2 separate regions of the Mus musculus genome follow, and region 1 is linked to region 2. The links are chromatin contacts, called in public Hi-C maps. All regions are on one chromosome and are shown on one strand. Each heading gives the region's core, a stretch centred on a gene start, on an enhancer-like site or on the middle of the called end of the contact. The rest is flanking DNA. Distances are from core to core; before and after follow the strand shown. Region 1 overlaps Iqch (IQ motif containing H). Region 2 overlaps Gm16759 (a long non-coding RNA gene).

Region 1 (5,920 bases), core at 1,093-3,592, 120 kb before region 2:
TCATTCTGGGGTGAGAGGACAGACTATCAGGGGCTTCTTCTAAGTGACCCCTCCTTTCATAGTCATGTTTACCTTTTCTTGACTGTAAGGCTCCTCTAGTCAACTTGGGCCTTGCATACACATTGCAGGTAGGAAAATGGTGGTGGTGGGCACGTTCTCTCTTAAATCTATCAGGTGGCATGACAGCCACAAGGAAGACAGGGAACGTGAACATCCAGGGATAGGATCAATGTTCCTATTTAGACATGCTTAGACTGAATATTTGGGGTTGGTGGACACCATGGTGCACTGGTCAGCGTAATGGTGAGCTGTCACAGAGAGACTTGCTAGAAGCTGGGAGAATCAGAGAATGTGTTAGACTGGGCCAGATGCAATCCCTTGTGTGCCAGGTTGTGACGCTCTGAAACTCTTGCTGCCTTTAAGAAGATGCTTGAAAAGAGTCCTGGTAGCCCAGCTCCAGGCTGAGAAAGCGAGTCCTCCAAGGAAGCTCTCAGCTATCTATCACATATCATGTATTAAGTGTTGTTCAGTGTCAGTCAGGTTTTCAAAGACTGTTGTTATAAGGTTTTTTTTTTCTCCCCTAGAATGCAGGGCTTGGGCTCTCTGCAAAGGGTAGCTGAGTTTGCTGCCCATCAGCAGGACAGATATGATTGAGTGTTATTGCCTATAGGTTAATTATCTCAGAAATAATCTTTATAGCATTATTCATCATATCAGTTTTCCCAAGTCAGTTTAAGTTTTAGTCATCTTTTTAAATAGCTACCCAATAAAATAATTCATCATATGCAACTATATTAATTATCTTGTACATAAACCTGGAAATTTGGCTAATTAAATTAAGGGAGTCTTTTTTTTTTTTTTTTAAAGAAACAAATTTTCCTCTCTACTCTTCCTGCCTTTTAGATCTAGCTTTCCTCTAGGCATTTGCATAAGGCGGGCTGACCTTATTTTCTAAAGAAGTAGTTGCCTTATCATAGATTTTGCTTTGGAGACAAGAATCCCAGCGGTGTCACAGAATGGGTACAGGAAATGCAGGTAGTAAGCATACAGTGGATGCCAGCCATCTGACTTTCAAGTTGAACCCCATAGGATGCACCAGATGGCCTAGCCTGTCTTTCTGGAAGGAGTAATGTTGTCCTGCCTCTGTCCACAGCCTCCTTTCCTCTCGCTCTCAAGCCACGCCCAGTTCCTGAAGAAGTGGAGGAGCCTTCTCACCAGATAGAAATACCCAAGGTACACATATGTCTACCACAGAGGAGGGCAAGCTGCCCCGTGTGCAGGCTGCCTATGTGATTCTGTGTAACAGACACACTGTAGAGTTGTTCCTTCCACACAGGAGTAAGCAGTATTTCAGTGGCTGTTAGGGAGCAGTTTATCTTATTATGGTTATCATTAGTCTCTGTGGTGCTGTGGATCAAATGCAGGGCCTCCCACATGCTAGGCAAGAGCTCACCACTGAACTACACAGTCAGCTCCTACTTTAAAAGGGAAAATGAATGCAGAAGTCAACTCTGCCAGGACACTATAGGCAGGGCTGAAGGTGAGCAGAGCCACTGCAGTATTTTGAGAGTGGCAGGCAAGTGATCAGCCTATGCTAGCAGCTGCTCAGGGACCAGAAGTCTGGGGTGCAGTAACTTGTTTTCCATCCACATCTACATCTGTAGCATATGCAGTGTGGTACTGAGAGGCGTTTCCCATATCTCATTTGTCTTCAAGCATAAGAAAAGACAAGCTCTCTAGGTATTCACAGAAAACCACAATGGAGAAGAGGAAGGAGACTGTATTCTCTAACATTAGTCCCTCACATGGCCGTGTAATTCACTCTCCTGAAGATGCCCCCAGTTTAAAGGGGCTGGGCTTTTCTGTAGGTTGTTTTCTCATTTTAAGGACCACTGACAGATTTAGGATAATTAAAACTTTTCTCCATCAAAAGGGGACATCTGGCAGTACTTTTTCTGGTATGACTTGTGTAGTCATGTTTTTAGCTGTTCTCATGAAAAAAAGAAAGAAGGGATTAGAAGGGACCGCAGGGAGATGAACCCCACTCTCTCAGAGTAGGCTGCTCCCCGCCCTCCCTGCCTCTGATGCCCAGACATCCTCATGAGGAGCCAGGTGCCTTTTCCACACTGGTGCGCCGTTTCCCCTTAAGAGATTGCCAGGCTGCTTATGGTGTAGCATGTCATGTGACAACCCAGTTGCCATGGCAAATATTTGTGTTTTCATGAAAAACATGAGTTAAAAAAAAAATCAATGCAAATGGCTGAATCCCAAGGCAGACAGGCCTCCGGCGGTGCCTGGCCGGCACCACCATTGTTTCAACTTCAGCTGTTTAACAGGCTGTGAGCAGGCCAGGGGCTAATGTGCATAATGTCACTAGGCCCAGGCACCTGTTTAGATTCTCACTCCAACTGAGAACTCAGCTCTGTTTTATACAGAACAAATCTACAGGGAATACACATATCAGAGTGAGTTTTTAGCCAGTAAGCAGTTTGCCTCATAAAAAAATCAAACAATAATGTCTTTTCTAAATGCTTATTAGCCCTGGCATTATTTTCTTCTGTTGACTTGCAAAGATTTCCCCTAACGTTAAAAGTAGTAATATTTAAAGGCTGTGGCTTCAAGTTGGTACATTTCCAAACTGACTCCTTAATAGTGGTATGGTAAACTGGGCACGGATGTTAAAGGTGAAGAGAAAAGTGCAGAGTGCCGAGCTCCACATTGGAGCTATTGCAGACCCTCTGCCAGGCTCCCACCCCAGGCAAGACGCCACAGTCAGCCCTTTCTTACGATGCCTCTTGCAGTGTTCCCTGGAAGTGGAACCCAGCATCCGTTTATAACTATGTATGTAAATCTTTCCTTTCTCAAACCCTTTCCTCAAAGGCAAGTGGGGCTTGGCGTGCACAGCATTGATGTCTGGGGGTGGGAAAGCCCTCTAATCATTAGCTCCCGCCAGTGTGGGTAGGGAACAGCGGGCCCAGTGGGGGAAGGGAAGAAAGGCAAAGGGTGACCAGGACTCTGAGCCTTCTATTTGTTTTGTAAAACTTCCCAGGAGAGTCATTTTGATTTAAACTGTGTCTCCTTCTCCCTTGTAGGGGAGAGCCAAAAGGTCAAGAGGACCGCTCAGAAGAAAGGTCTGTAATTTGTGTGACTAGTTGGAATTTGGGATCTGTCACCTGATGTCCCTTTCTTTTGCTTCAGGGCAGAAGTGTGGGAGGCCGCTTGACAGCTGGAGTTGGCAACAAAAGTTCTTTTGCGCTTCCCTTCTTTATAAAAGAAATTAGACCATGGTTAAAAAAAAATAATTGTGGTTGCGGAAAGTGAAAAACATTTCTTTGCTCTCTATGAGGACTGAATCATGTCACTGCCCAAACAAAAGATGTCTCATCCTCAAAATGGGTCTGAATTGTGTGTTTTTAGCATCAAAGATTTTCATTTAAGAGTATATTTACAAGGAAGCAAGATGTTAAAAATGAATGTAGTAGTTTATTGGCATGTGCTGACATGTGTACACACATTCATTTGTACTTACACAAACGTGTGTGAGTGTGTATGTACATGTACTACATTTGTAAAGTAGGCTGGGGAAATAGAATTTAAACTGTTCACAACAACAACAACCAAAAAAAAAAAAAAAGTGAACCGGTCCCCACATATGGCAAGTACACTCCTGTAAGGTCTGTCCCATCAGGGCCCTGCGCTAGCAGGAAAACTGCACTTGGAATGTGCTGGGCTCTCTGACATCCAGGAGTGCCCCCTTTCAAGGAGGGAGCTAGCTGTCTTCTGCCTGTTCCCAGTGCTGGTGCAGGAAGGCTGGATCTGCAACAGTGACTGCAAGACAGACAGTCCTTCTGACCCAGACACACTGCTCCCAGACCTTGCCTCAGTACCAGGAGTTCTCACTGTGTAGAAACCATCGTACTCTGTACCTTGAAAAGAGACCGTGCGTGAAGAACCCCAGAGCTTTATTTATCTGGCATTTGGAAACCATTCCTGTGGTGTCAGCATATCCTGTGTATGTGACACAATGCACCTCCCATGCCCGAGGAACCCTGGGGTTGATGGAAGAATATCTGTGCTATCACTGTCCCTGGCCAGCCAGAGGTAAAGGCCAGTATAAGGCTTGTCTTCCAGGTTAGCTCTTTCCTAGGGGCCAGTCTTGCAGATACTACTCTTAGTGTAAGTGCAGTGCTAACCTGCACTGGTGCCTGCCCTGCACTGGCCTCTGGTGCTGACCTTCTGAGGGCTGCCTCCCCTGTGTTCCCATGTCCAGCCGGTAGGTGCTGTTATTCCCCTAGGAGGAAGTAGACAGAGAGAGATAAGTCATCCAAGGTAGATGACAGAGCTGGCACAGGAAAGTGATTCTATGACTCCCAAACCCCAGAGCGTGAGAAACCTACAAATCTCAGTCATTCACAATGATAATCCTTCTAAAATGTATCACGTCTCCCGCCCAGTGTATGTAATGCTTTCTCTTTCCAGTGCCGAATGCTTAGCTGATAAGTCTGCGCCTTTGCTTCCTTCCTTATCAGATAGCGGTTGTCATCTCTGCTGTCTCAGCTTCAATCTAGATAGCCTGTTGTGTTTTCTAGATTCATTAAACAGATAGTCAAAGATTGCTGGGCATAGTGAGGCAGGTCTGGAGTCCCAGCATTAGGGAAGCTGGGGCGAGCGAGGGTTATTTGTTTCTTAGTCACCTGTATAGTGTTAGTTTCTTTAATATCTTTCTAGTATATTCTTGTGATCGTCTCAGTGGAAAACTTAATATTTTATGGATGCATTGGCTGTCAAATTTTTTATTAGATAAACTTGGGCAGCATTGAACCTTTCACTGCCTTGATCTGTTCCCATTTCCTTTATATATATAAAATATTTTGTATTAAATATAATTATTTTATATTAAATATAATATATTTTATATTTATTTTATATTTTAAACTTAAAATATTTTAAATTAATATTTTAATTTAAAATTTAAACATTTTATATAATTATTTAGAATATATAAATATATATGTAAAAGGAAATGAGAACAGATCAAAGCAGTGACAGGTTCAATGCTGCCCAAGTTATTATATATATAATATAATATATATATATATATATATTTGACTATATATATGTATATATAGTCAAAAGCCACTTAATGTTTGTCTCTTCCCCTCTGCCTCTCTGTCTGTTTATATCTCTACCTCTTTGTCTGTCTCTCTATCCTTCTGTCTCTCTGTCTTTCTATCTCTGCCTCTCTGTTTCCTTGTCTCTCTTCACTCTTCTCCCTGACTCCCCATATTTCTGTCTCTTTGTCTTCCTGTCTGTCTGTCCATCCATCCCTCTATGTTTCTCTCTGTCTCTCTTATCTCTGTCTCCTTGTCTCCCCCTGTCTGTCTTTCTGTCTCTCTGCCTCTCTGTCTATCTCTCTGCTTCTGTCTCTTAACAGTTTATTGATTAAGGGGTGGGGGAAACCTCCAAACAGGAAACTGCAGAATCTTTTAGAATCTGTTTTAATTTTCCATAATAAATTGTTCCTCCCACCTAAGCATTTTGGCATTAAGCTTTCAAGTAAACTTAATTCTACACTTTTACTTGAAAAGCACCTTTTTCATGGAAAAAATAATTGACAAAACAAGGCGCTGCACAGATTCCTTTTATAATCTTGTTCATATTGCTGGATATTTATTGCATGTAAATGATCCTATTTATACACATCAGAGAAGAAATTAACTATCAGCAATCTACAAAGTAATATTTATTTTTTCCTTTGTCTATTTCACTGAACAAACTTTAATGATTACTCACGAAAAATTAAAGTCCAGAAAGGAGAAAAATGCAAAGTCAGGGAGAATCTGATGACATCATAGCCCCTTGGCACTGTTTAAGCCTTGGCATGTTCCTGTCTTCCTATGATATCATACTGTGTCTTTAA
Region 2 (5,736 bases), core at 1,106-3,605:
TGCAGCTAGAGTCAAGAGCTCCGGGGTACTGGATAGTTCATGTTGTTCCACCTATAGGGTTGCAGATCCCTTTAGCTCCTTGGGTACTTTCTCTAGCTCAGGTGGAACAGTTTTGAGAGCTGGAAGATCAGACTCTGATGAAAGATAGTTAGGTCACAGGGCATCACCCTTGGATGAAGTTAATGCAGTCCTCCAAGAAAGGGGTTAATTTTTCACAAAAGCCTGCTATAAAACAAGGGTACCATACATGCTTGACTTCTGTAGACAGCTGTTTGTTTCCCTTTCCCTTCCTGTCATACAACCAAGGGGCCCCTAGTAAGATGCTGGCATTATGTCGTTTGGACTTTGTAGCCAGTAGCTGAGGAACAAATAAACATCTCATTGCTATAAAGAACCTATCATCGGGTATTTTGTTATAGCAGCACAGAATGTACCGAGACACTATTCCTTCTACAGTACATGCCTCAAAATAGTCAGCACTGTATCTAAGAGCCTGAGGTAAAGTGCACTATTTTTATATCACTTTTTGAAACCTGCTGTATTTTCTTGGCGCTACATCCCAAAGAAACACAGACTTAATAAGGGTCAGGAAGCTTGTGTTATAGCTCTCCCTCTCTTTAGTCTACTCATACCTTCCACAATATTCCATCTAGATAAATGGCAGATGCTAATACCTGCTCCTTAGGGAAGCCACAGAGATTAAATAGGCAATGTTGGGAGAGTATTTCAAAGATGAAACATTCTGCATAAATGTTTAAGCATTATTATTACACTGCTACTTCAAATGAAAGTTCTAACTTTGAAATGTGATTATACACTTTCTAGGGGGGAAAAAACCTTCATAACTACATATACAGGTTTATTTTTCTCTCTAACAATCTAACTCATGGTTGTGAAACTTTATTGCACTTGATGGAGGGCCTTGGCTTTTATTAGTTTTAAACTGCTGGTTTCTGGGGTATTTATGTAAATGAGGGGAAGACACCAAAACAGTAAATAACAAGCACGTCCCTGCTGTTTACAAATCTGTTGGTAAAAACGACCTAAATAGAGCACAGGAAAATACAGCTTTAGTACTAATGTTTTAAATAGGTTTGGGAGGTTTTGTTTTAGTTTTTCACTTTCTGTGTTTGCATTGGGAAGGCACTCGTGTATGCATACAAATGTGAAGGCCAGAGGTCAACCCTGGGTGTCATTGTTCAGGTACTGTCTATCTTTCCTTTTAAGTTAGATTGTCTCACTGGCCTGGAATTCCCCAGGTAGGCTAGGCTACATACTTGGCCAGTAGGCCTCTGGTAACCACCTGTCTCAGCTTTCCCAGCACTGGATTACAAGGCTAACCACTGTGACTGGCTTTTTAAAAACAAAACAAATGAAAACAACAACAACAACAACAACTCCATGGGTCTGGGCCTTCACGCCTTCACGGTAAGCACTTTGCTGACTGAGTCATCTTCCCAACCACTGGCTTTATATTTTGTTTTTGAATAATGGATTTTCTCAAAAACATTTCTTTGCCACTCTGTAAATTTTGCTTCATGTCTGCAGTTATCACTATGTATACATACATGTGTTCTGTGTGGGTGCCACCATACATTCATATATACATGCATACATACATACAAGAAAAGAAGGGAGGAAAGGATGAAACAACAAACTCCAATAATTTGCAACAGTAGTGAAAAACATGAATGGTATAAATGTTCAACAAGTCTTTTTATGGATTATTTCCATTTATGAGAAATATGAAACCCATAAGACCTCTATGTAACTATTAGAAACCATATGTTACTATGCCTACCACATAATTTAGCCATTGTACTTGTAGGTATTTACCCAACAGAAAAAGAAAACCCATGCTAATAGAAGTACTTGCAATAAAAGTCTATTAGAACTTCCAAATAAAAACTGGAAAGAACCCATTGCCCATGAAGAAAAAAACCACTGAATGATATGACACAATGGGACACTATTCAGCAATGAGAAAGAATGATATGCTGATAAACGCGATGGCATACAAGAATCTCTATTCCCATAGAATGAACAACTGCAGACAGAAAGAGTGTACATATTTAACATTCTAGAAATCAGAAATTGCAGGAAATGCTTGCCTGGGGGTGGACTAGGGCAAGGGGAAGTGGGAGGGTAATAAAGGGACAATAGTCACTGGTTGAAATGTAAATGGGTTTTTGGATAAATGCATACTTTGAAACATTGAACTATACTCTGTAAATAGTCTTAAAGATAAATAAGACCACATACTGGTTAAAGTGGATACGGGTATATTTAATCAGGACTGTACTAGTTACAGCAATGGGGTAAGAGTCCAATGTCAACTGTGATCAATTTTGATTGTTAAAGAGGTAACTGGGCATTATGAAAAGAAAATGAAATCGAAAGCAGAAAGCTGCTTAGTAGAGTAAGAGATGAAAAATAACAAGAAGAAAGGAGCTGTTTCGTGTGAAGCTCACTTAGGAATGCAAGCTCCTTGCTTCCCACAGAGGAGGATGTTAGGAGCTCTAGCTTCATGTATTTACCTAAATAAAAAGGAAATTCTTTTAGCAAACTTGAGCTTTCTCCAGCAACTGTAAGGAGCGCTAGGAATACCTAGAACAGGGCTTCCTAAGCTCTTTCCACTACTAACACCTTTTCACCCAAAGAACTTTTACATAGCTCTGGGCATACAGGTATATAAAATATGCCTGTCAATTAAAAAAATTACTGATAAGTCAACAACTTATGCTAAATTTATATGCATATAATTTTGCCATTTATTAAAGATGAAAGAAAATTTCCCCACTAATGAGATAGACAAATTTTCTTATTTTTACATAAAGAATTGAATCAGCTTAACATTTGGTACTGCAAAGCATACATCTTCAATAATTTTTAAAGTAGGCAAATACTTTTATGTCAATTTTTTTTTATAAATTTGTAGTACTGAATGGCATAAGTGTATTTAGGACATTTCAGAGATTGTTGGAAATTCTGTCCTAATGCCAAGCCAAATTTATTGAATGATTTTTATGAAATTTAAGTAAGCAATTCAAACATGTTTTACTTCAAACTATTTTTAAACCAAATACTTGTAACACAATTTAATGTAAAGATATTAATTTGGTGCTTACATTTGATAGATGACAGTATGACATTAAAAGTCTTTGTTTTCAGTAATTAAACTCTTACGTTTCTGCAAGAACAGAAAACTCTGCACACATAGTAAAAATACTTCAGCTTATAACATACAATCGTCTTGAATCTGAGCAGGGATGATCCAGGCTGGATTAACTGGCACATCATAGCTTGACAGTGTCTTGTGCTCAGAACCAAAGTGGAGTGAGGCTGTGAGATGCAATGAGCAAGCACTGCCAGAAACCCAGGCCAGTCCGTGCTTGATTCTGAATTAAGGTTTAGGTTTGCTACCGCCATATTCCATTATGCAACTTCATTTGGGGTCACAACTCAAAGTTTAAGAAGCTGGACTCTACAGGATGAAGCCTTGAGCTTTACAGATAATGTCAGTGCTTGAGACCTCATAAGCCAGTGTTGAAGCTATAGGAACACCACTGAAATGGTGGAACAATGCCTACTTCTTAACGATGGGATCATGGTTTGTTTGTTTGGTTGTTTTTTCCTGTTGCACAATGAACCTGTGTGACATTAATGGAAAAAAACGAAACAATCTAATTGTATGGGAAAGGTTTACACAGAAATGCATACAAACATATAAAAGGTGTACTATCTCAAGTGATAATGAGCTATGGGTGACAGCCTGAAAACCTTATCACCACCACCCAGCTCCAAGCGGCTAAGGATGCTACCAGAGAGTAATGCCAAGTTCCTCAGCACTATGGAAACTGTTTTAATTCTAAGCGTACCATTCTTCCTCCCTTCTAGAATTCATTCCACACCATGACTTTTGTGTTATACCTGCCCAAATAGAGACTGCATTAACAGGAAAATGGTCCCACTCCCCACGCCCTAAGGATTTTGAAGGACACAATAATGTTGATCTGGTGTTCACAAATTGTAAGTAGTATGGAATATATACGGCATCTGCTTTAGATTTGTTATGTCTTAGTGTGGTTTTGGTCCCATCTATTTATTAACAAACAGTGCTTTCTCCTCTCTAGCCATGAGTTTCCTAGTTCATAAAGTAGGAAACGTAGCTGGTGTTTGCTTCCTTCCAGCTCGAGAATTTGATGGTCCTATGCTTCCATCATCAAAGCATTAGAAAGACATACTTTTACATGCCACAGAAAAAGGTGGGTTTTTCTCTTTCTGGCATTGTTCTTTCATTTATTAGAAGCAATGGATAAAGATATTTTGAGCTTATTTTTGTAATTGTATAGCTTCTTAATCTTTCTCATCTATTACCCAATGGGCTGTGATTATCAAATAGTTAAATTTGTATTGGCTTTGAAATACCTCGTTAAAATGCACACATTTTTTCTGATGGAAGTCTCTCTCTCTCTCTCTCTCTCTCTCTCTCTCTCTCTCTCTCTCTGTGTGTGTGTGTGTGTGTGTGTGTGTGTGTGTGTGTGTGTGTGTGTGTGTGTAAGCCAAAGGCTAACATTGGGTATTGTTCCTTAGCTGCACTCCCCATTTTTTCCTTGAGACAAGGTCTCTCACTGGCCTGGAACTCATCACTGGTTAGTCAGTGAGCAGCCTAGGGACTGTCCTGTCTCTGCCCCTCCAGTACTGGATTACAAGTGTGTTCTACCACCACCACCACCCCCAACCCCTTTGTATACTTTTAAACATGGGTTCTGGGGGCCAAACTCGGGTCTTCATGTTAGCAAGAAAGGCCCTTTATCAATGGGACTATCTCCTCAACCATAGAAGGTATTCTTTACACTAAAGCAAAATACATCTTTCGACAAGAAGCTAAACATGATAGTTGATAATGTCTTTATTTGGGCGAGATTCAGTTTGTAGACTCAACTTTTAGTTATTGTTAATCAACAAAAGTAATGGAAACATTTTATTTTTAAAGAATTTTTGCCCGAACTGACATAAATGTACACTCTAAATGTACCACATTTTCTGTATCCATTCCTCTGTTGAGGGGCATCTGGGTTCTTTCCAGCTTCTGGCTATTATAAATAAGGCTGCTATGAACATAGTGGAGTATGTGTCCTTCTTACTGGTTGGAACGTCTGGGTATATGCCCAGGAGAGGTATTTCGGGGTCCTCTGGTAGTACTATGTCCAATTTTCTGAGGAACCACCAGACTGATTTCCAGAGTGGTTGTACAAGCTTGCAATCCCACCAACAATGGAGGAGTGTTCCTCTTTCTCCACATTCTCTCCAGCATCTGCTGTCACCTGAATTTTTGATCTTAGCCATTCTGACTGGTGTGAGGTGGAATCTCAGGGTTGTTTTGATTTGCATTTCCCTGATGATTAAGGATGTTGAACATTTTTTCAGGTGCTTCTCAGCCATTCGGTATTCCTCAGGTGAGAATTCTTTGTTTAGCTCTGAGCCCCATTTTTTAATGGGGTTATTTGATTTCCTGGAGTCCTCTTTCTTGAGTTCTTTATATATATTGGATATTAGTCCCCTATCTGATTTAGGATTGGTAAAGATCCTTTCCTAATCTGTTGGTGGCCTTTTTGTCTTATTGACGGTGTCTTTTGCCTTGCAGAAGCTTTGTAATTTTATGAGGTCCCATTTGTCGATTCTCGATCTTACAGCACAAGCCACTGCTGTTCTATTCAGGAATTTTCCCCCTGT

Evidence for each region. Hi-C and Micro-C count contacts between places; a contact is called where the count stands out from the background.
Region 1: a contact with region 2 is called in a Hi-C map of liver, with 4 times the contacts expected there. The contact joins two enhancer-like sites. A contact is called at or near these places in 3 of 39 promoter capture datasets (3T3-L1-derived adipocytes, the HPC-7 cell line and liver), 1 of 484 Hi-C or Micro-C datasets (liver), 1 of 115 datasets of contacts at active chromatin or transcription factors (embryonic stem cells) and 1 of 9 other capture datasets (adipose tissue).

Annotation. Positions count from the first base shown.
Region 1 is chr9:63,531,548-63,537,467 of GRCm38.p6, reverse strand. Iqch (IQ motif containing H) reads left to right here. Exons shown (of 22, transcript NM_001311098.1): 8 at 1,154-1,233; 9 at 3,093-3,131. Gm16759 (a long non-coding RNA gene) reads right to left here. Exons shown (of 5, transcript XR_003948339.1): 5 at 3,464-4,291. Among named protein-coding and RNA genes, the nearest start is that of Gm39358, 31 kb to the left of the region's middle. Within about 2 kb of position 2,342, at least 44 of the 459 cell types and tissues checked have an H3K27ac peak or open chromatin away from gene starts, as enhancers often do. A contact at or near this core is called in liver, where this site is marked.
Region 2 is chr9:63,410,865-63,416,600 of GRCm38.p6, reverse strand. The region is part of intron 1 of Gm16759 (a long non-coding RNA gene); the gene reads right to left. Among named protein-coding and RNA genes, the nearest start is that of Gm16759, 14 kb to the right of the region's middle. Within about 2 kb of position 2,355, at least 4 of the 459 cell types and tissues checked have an H3K27ac peak or open chromatin away from gene starts, as enhancers often do. A contact at or near this core is called in liver, where this site is marked.